2 separate regions of the Mus musculus genome follow, and region 1 is linked to region 2. The links are chromatin contacts, called in public HiChIP or PLAC-seq maps. All regions are on one chromosome and are shown on one strand. The core of a region is the stretch at or near the end of the contact, and the rest is flanking DNA. Distances in the headings are between cores, read along the strand shown. Region 1 overlaps Gm33646 (a long non-coding RNA gene). Region 2 overlaps Tox (thymocyte selection-associated high mobility group box).

The links. HiChIP or PLAC-seq counts read pairs in DNA pulled down with a chosen protein or histone mark.
Region 1: a contact with region 2 is called in an H3K27ac HiChIP or PLAC-seq map of hepatocytes, with 6 times the contacts expected there. The contact joins two enhancer-like sites. A contact is called at or near these places in 1 of 39 promoter capture datasets (liver), 9 of 484 Hi-C or Micro-C datasets (the MNK3 cell line, forebrain, group 2 innate lymphoid cells and 1 more) and 3 of 115 datasets of contacts at active chromatin or transcription factors (hepatocytes, memory CD8 T cells and pancreatic cancer cells).

The regions. Positions count from the first base shown.
Region 1 is chr4:7,195,456-7,198,283 of GRCm38.p6, reverse strand. It overlaps Gm33646 (a long non-coding RNA gene), which reads right to left. Exons shown (of 6, transcript XR_390373.1): 2 at 760-806. Among named protein-coding and RNA genes, the nearest start is that of Gm33646, 4.7 kb to the right of the region's middle. Within about 2 kb of position 1,518, at least 3 of the 459 cell types and tissues checked have an H3K27ac peak or open chromatin away from gene starts, as enhancers often do. A contact at or near this core is called in hepatocytes, where this site is marked.
Region 2 is chr4:6,913,045-6,916,081 of GRCm38.p6, reverse strand. The region is part of intron 1 of Tox (thymocyte selection-associated high mobility group box); the gene reads left to right. Among named protein-coding and RNA genes, the nearest start is that of Tox, 76 kb to the left of the region's middle. Within about 2 kb of position 1,716, at least 49 of the 459 cell types and tissues checked have an H3K27ac peak or open chromatin away from gene starts, as enhancers often do. A contact at or near this core is called in hepatocytes, where this site is marked.

The DNA.
Region 1 (2,828 bases), core at 269-2,768, 280 kb before region 2:
GAAAGCGTATTCATGATATCAGGCATGGACTTTTACTCATGGCCTATAGGAAGATGGCTATTGCAAGTTAGGCGGAGGCCTTGTTAGAAACCCACCCTGTCAGCAAATTTTAACTTTGAGATCTCTGAGCAAATGTGTTAGGTAGTTTATGACATCTAGTACTAGTGCTTCCCTGTAGTCACCATCACAAGCTAAGACAGAATTCATGATTCAGGGAGAAACTAACACAACGAATTTAACTTAACTCACTTCCATGAGCATCAGGGATATACTCCAAGTACACTTGCCTCTTCGAACAACGCGTACATTAAGAACTAGGCATGTTAGGAAGGGGCAAAAACTAAAGGATGCATCATTCTCCTCTCAACCGTGTGGAGCTTTGGAGGCTGCACAAAGTCAAAAGCAAAATATATGAAAAAAACTTTCAAACTTAAAAATGGCCATGGAGACACACACACACACACACACACACACACACACACACACACTGCAGTTAGTTTTTGTGATACAAGCTAAAAATGTTCAGAGAAGGAAGAACCCAGCAAGACAAGTTTACGGCACACAATGTTCTCTGTGTGGAGCCGCAGAAAATGCTTCAGATCCCGTGGGGTCATGTAGACTCTTTATTTCCTCTTTAACTCTAGAATCAAAATCAATCTAGTCTACTCAATTATTAACAAACTGGAGGCCTGATTATGGTAGCCTGTTATGCCAGAACCTTGGGAGACTGAGGCAGAAAGCTCACAACTCAATGCCTACCTGGGTTACATAGGGAGTTTCAGATCAGTCTAGGCAAGGTGCTGGACCTATATGGTAAAAAAAAAAAAAATGTTAAAATGTGGTTCCCAGTGATCAGCTGTAGACAGGATGCCTAGCATGCATGAAACACCCTAGAATCAATCCAGCACTGCATACAAGACACTGTCAGCATACCATTCCCTCATCTCCCCAAATTCCTTTTGGCCTTAGGCCAACTTTACTACAAAATACTAACATGTCACATGTTAGTATTAATATGGATGGTTGGCCATGGCAGATTACAGTGGAGTTTTGACTTATAGGATTCTGACCAGCAACATTGGAAGCAGCTCCATGTCTTGTTCATGATAACTCTCCTGCCACACTCAGTACTGAAGACTACAGTGACCAATCAAATTGGAGTACCTGGTTTACCAAGTAGGACTGGACCATCCAGGCTAAGAAGGGGACAGCTTGTATTCATGTTGTCATCACAAGAAAACTGAGTCCTGTGGGTGTCAGCATGAGCCCTTCCACAGGCAGCCACAAAAGAGCTAATGAAGCCACAATTTGAAGAGGTCCAAGTCTGAAATTGGACTTTCTCATTTGAGTACTAGCCTTCTCTGTGGGTGGATGTGAACTCATTCGATGCTCACGAGAATTAAATGAGTGAATGCTTATGCCATAGATAAACAATTTCTGACATGTGATATGTTCAGTAAATATTGGGTTACTGCTATTAGGAAAGATAAGCTCTGTGTACATGCACATACTGATCCCAATGAGACCAGCAGCCAAGTTTCATAGTGATAGAAGTTACTGTGTAAACATGTGGATGACATAGAGAATTATGAAACCACCAGAAATTTTAACAATGTGCCCATAAAATTCGATGTACTGAAGGAAAGCTTGCAGTACAAATGGTACAAATGTTTGCCTAGATTAGAGATGGAACTCAGTGATAGACCACTTACTTAGCTTGTACAAGGCCGTGTGCTGCATTCCTAATCTTAAAAAATATACAGCTTTGTGTATAGAAAAACAGGAGAGAATAGACTGCTCTCGACAAAAGAAAGTATATTGAGATCTGTCTGTAAGAGAAGAGCACTATAGAATCAAGTGTCAGGACTGAAGTATTGAGAAATTATGAATAATTCTGAGAGGTGAGATTCAAGAGCGAGCTAGAGCCTGGGCACTAGAACATGTGGTGGACCTAAAGCATGATGCACAGTCATTTGATAGTGGAATTCATTCCGTAGTGGAAGGTAGACAGAAATGAAGTGTTAGAGCATAGTCACATAGCACAGCCCACCTCCCAGATTTAGTGATCTATACCTTTCATTCCAGCACTCAGAAGGCCAAGGGAAGAGGTAAGCAGATTTAGACTTCCAGGCAAGCATGGACAACATTGTGAGCCCTTGCTAAAAGAACACAAAAACAACAAAAACAAACAATTCCCATCCAGAGAAGCAGTGAAACAAGAGAACCACATTGTATATCAGAAGGCATTGGTTCTTATGAAGTTATTTAATGCATTAGAGAGAATATAAACTGTTACAAAAACACAGATACTGTTAAAGGTAAGAATACAGTAATAGACCCAAATAAGTTGAGATGAGCCAGAAGGGGGTGGGGGAGATCTGATTGGTAAGGGAGACTCTCTGCTGTGACCAAGTTAGAGATAAAACATGGTGTGATCAAAGCTGCATATTGCATAAGGCTGAAAAGAACAAAGTAGGAACCAAAGGTAATGATTGATGGCAGACACCTCTAGTCTACTCTAAACAAATAAGACAAGTAAGTAATTGCACATGTGACTGCCTTTTCCTGCAATCAGTAGAAAGAGGTTGGCAGTTTTACAAGGCACTACACCATAAGCACTGTTCACCATCTTCCCATGTTTTACTCTCCCTCACGAAAGTATTTGGTAGCATAGGCTAGCATCCAATTTTATCTGTAGCTAAGGATGGCCTTAAATTTCTTATCATCCTGCCTCTACCCCTGAGTATTGGGATTTGAGAAAATAAGATTAGACTCGATAGAGAGTATACTCTTTATTATACTAAAAACCTAAGCTTATATTTGACTCA
Region 2 (3,037 bases), core at 467-2,966:
CGTTATCTTTTCATTTGTCCTCCTATCTCATTCACAGAGTTACTAGTAGTAGTTACTAAGTCACAAATAACTTATGGTAAAATAAATTCGACAGTAAATAGGATATAAAACTGGTATTATTTTTGAGAGGTTTGATTTGATTCTTATCTCCACATATCAGCTTAGAGGGATCCTTAGAAAATTCTAGATTCTTCCTCTGAATTGCTTCTTGCTTAGACAAACACCCTCAGCTCTTTAGGAATCTTTGTCAGACCTCTGGCACCTTGCCCAACACTTCTACACCATATTTGATGCGCCTGCTTTCCCTTTGCCCAGCTAGTCATAAGCGCAGCTACCTACACACAGCAGACCTTTCCCAACAAGACTTGACTTCTCATTTGTTCCTCTCTCATCCCTCTCTGCTTGGAAAAGAATATGAAATTGCTGGATGACTTTTAGGCCCCAATTTCCTTGCACCAAGGGGTTGGGGGAATCAACTTGGTTTCTTGAATTCAAGCCTGTGAGTTTTGTTGCCCTCCGTTATTTTCCCAACCCCCTTTCATATTTCCCTCTGGCTTATTTATGCATTCTTTTTTCATGGTAACTACATTCAACAACATGTTTCATCCAGAGTCAAGATCCCAGTCTCCCCACTCCCAGAAGTCTTCCTGGAGACAAGGCCACTTCCTCAGAGAGGCCTTCCTTGGCTCTCCAGGAGTTTGGTTTGCTGAACCTTCTCCTGTTTATACCTCATCTTTCCTGCGCCTTTGTACTCCCTTTGAATCTGTGTGGCTGGAAAATATTCCTTGTACTGCTTACTATTTGAATCAACAGTTTATCCCCACTAGAATTTAAGATGGCTGAGATCAGAGGCCTGTCTCTTTTCTGTTCACCAACTCATAAGAGTACAGACAGTGCCTGTGACAGGGAGTGCACTGGAGTGTGAAGTTAGAGAACATAAGAACTTTACTGACATGCGTAATGGCTTGAGATGTTTGGTCTAGGTGAGTCACAACCACTGCTGTGCATACACTAGAATGATAAGCTTCTGGAACATGACATCGAGGTTTCGGAACAGTTGGTTTCTGTTTACTGCTAAGAATAATGAAATATCATAACTTCAGTCATGGGTTTTTATTATCTGTAATGCCTCAACCTGGTCCCACTTTTCCAGTCAAGCTGGTTGGTAATCAACAAGGTGGGGCGGTTGTTTTTTTTGTTTTTTGTTTTTTTTTGTTTTTTGTTTTTCCTTTTCTCCCCATATCCATTGAATCTCCTTTTCACCCTTCATGCTGAATTGGGACGTATTTTATATCCTAGTGTACCCTGTACTCAGAGAACCTCTCGTAGATCTTGTATATGGTGAATATACCTTACACACTTACCTGATACTCTAGCTGCAGGCATTCTGGTCTAAGAGATTTCTGTTTGGAGTAAAAAAAAAAAAAACCCTGAGGAAAGACTGGGATTCACATGTTGAGCACGCACAGGTATTGCCTACGTTTCCGCATATTAACAGAGGATATCCTTGTGACCAGTGTCAACATTGTAAAGAAGCAATCTGTTATTGATCATCTTTTATTACCATTGGAGCAAGTTGAGTACTTCGATAAGGACTTTGGGAGCCAATGGTCTCACAAACCTGGATGTTACCAAGGAACTCCAGAACAACAGAGCAAAGCCTAAAACATTGACCTTCGACCTGCCTGGAAGCAGATGGAACACTTCAACAACAACCGGCCGTGTGTAAACATTCACCTGTTTACCTTGTGACGTGAGAACCAAAGTACAGCGTGTGCTGTCTCTACTTCACAGAATGTCGGTGACTTTTGTTCAAAAAAGCTCTTCCAATATTAAGGTGAAAGTTGTGGACGATTGAAATCATTAGAGATGTACAGCTTGTGAGCACACATTGCCGTTGCGTTAGCAGTAACTGCAGCAGGCTTTTAAAAAGTAACGTTAACAAACATTACTTATTTCTGTGGTTGTCAACATTTAATTAAATAGGGCCCCTACATCTTAAGATGTCACTGTTTTGTATATGTGCAATAAAAGGTTCAAATTAAAATACTGTACAATTAGTTTGCTTAGAAAAATGACTTTTGCAGACCTCTCCAATAGACAGTTTAGAGAAATAAGCATTTTGTGTTTAAATTGTGCTCCTTAGTATTTTAAACAGATGGCAATGGCTTCCCTCTTGATTATAACTTTGAGGCATGCTTTACTAAATGGAATCAGCGGGGTTCATTAAGGTCCCATTTGATGTATCAGTATTATAAAAATACCATGTTAATTATCCTCAAACGTTGCAAGTTACCTCCATTTTCCTGCAATCAGAAGATGAGAGAAACCCTGTGAAGCAAATTAGTCCTAATTGAAAGAGGACTGATTAATATTTAAATAAGGCATTGTGTGAGGGATTCTGCCATGAGAAAAATAGGCTGAACATCTGAATTAATTGCATAGCAGGTTAAATTAAATTTCATATAATGGCTTGGAAGATGAGTTGGCACAGTGCTTTAGCAGTGCGCACAATGGCTGAAATACCAGCCTTTTCTTTCGCTCTTGGCTGGATTCCATCGAGGTCCTTGTAGCCATTACCTCTTTGTTGTCTCTCTTTCAGTGCAAACAAAGGTACTAACAGAAAATTGCTACCACATTTTAAAAAATGTTAATCCTTTTTGGGAGACAGCACCTGTCTACATTTTCTCGATTTCTCTCCACCTTGGCTGTAAAATTGGGAAACATTAGTATCTTTTTCCTTGCCAGGTTTAATGAGGATTGATGTCATAAAATGCTAATGGCTGGAATATAGTTAGAATTGTGCTATTAGTGGGTTATCACTGTCTGACATTTTCAGTGCTCAGGAGCATGCATGTGGAGCCTGTTTAAAGTGATTGGGTTACTTAAGGGTCCCTGTTAGGGATATTTAATCCAACATAAATTACTTATGCACTTTGTTAGTGTTCAAAGGAAGAGTGTCACGTTGTACATGCTGGCAGCTTTCCAGTCAAGAGCTGTTAATTACTGTACAGCAAGTGAATACATTTTTGCAGCA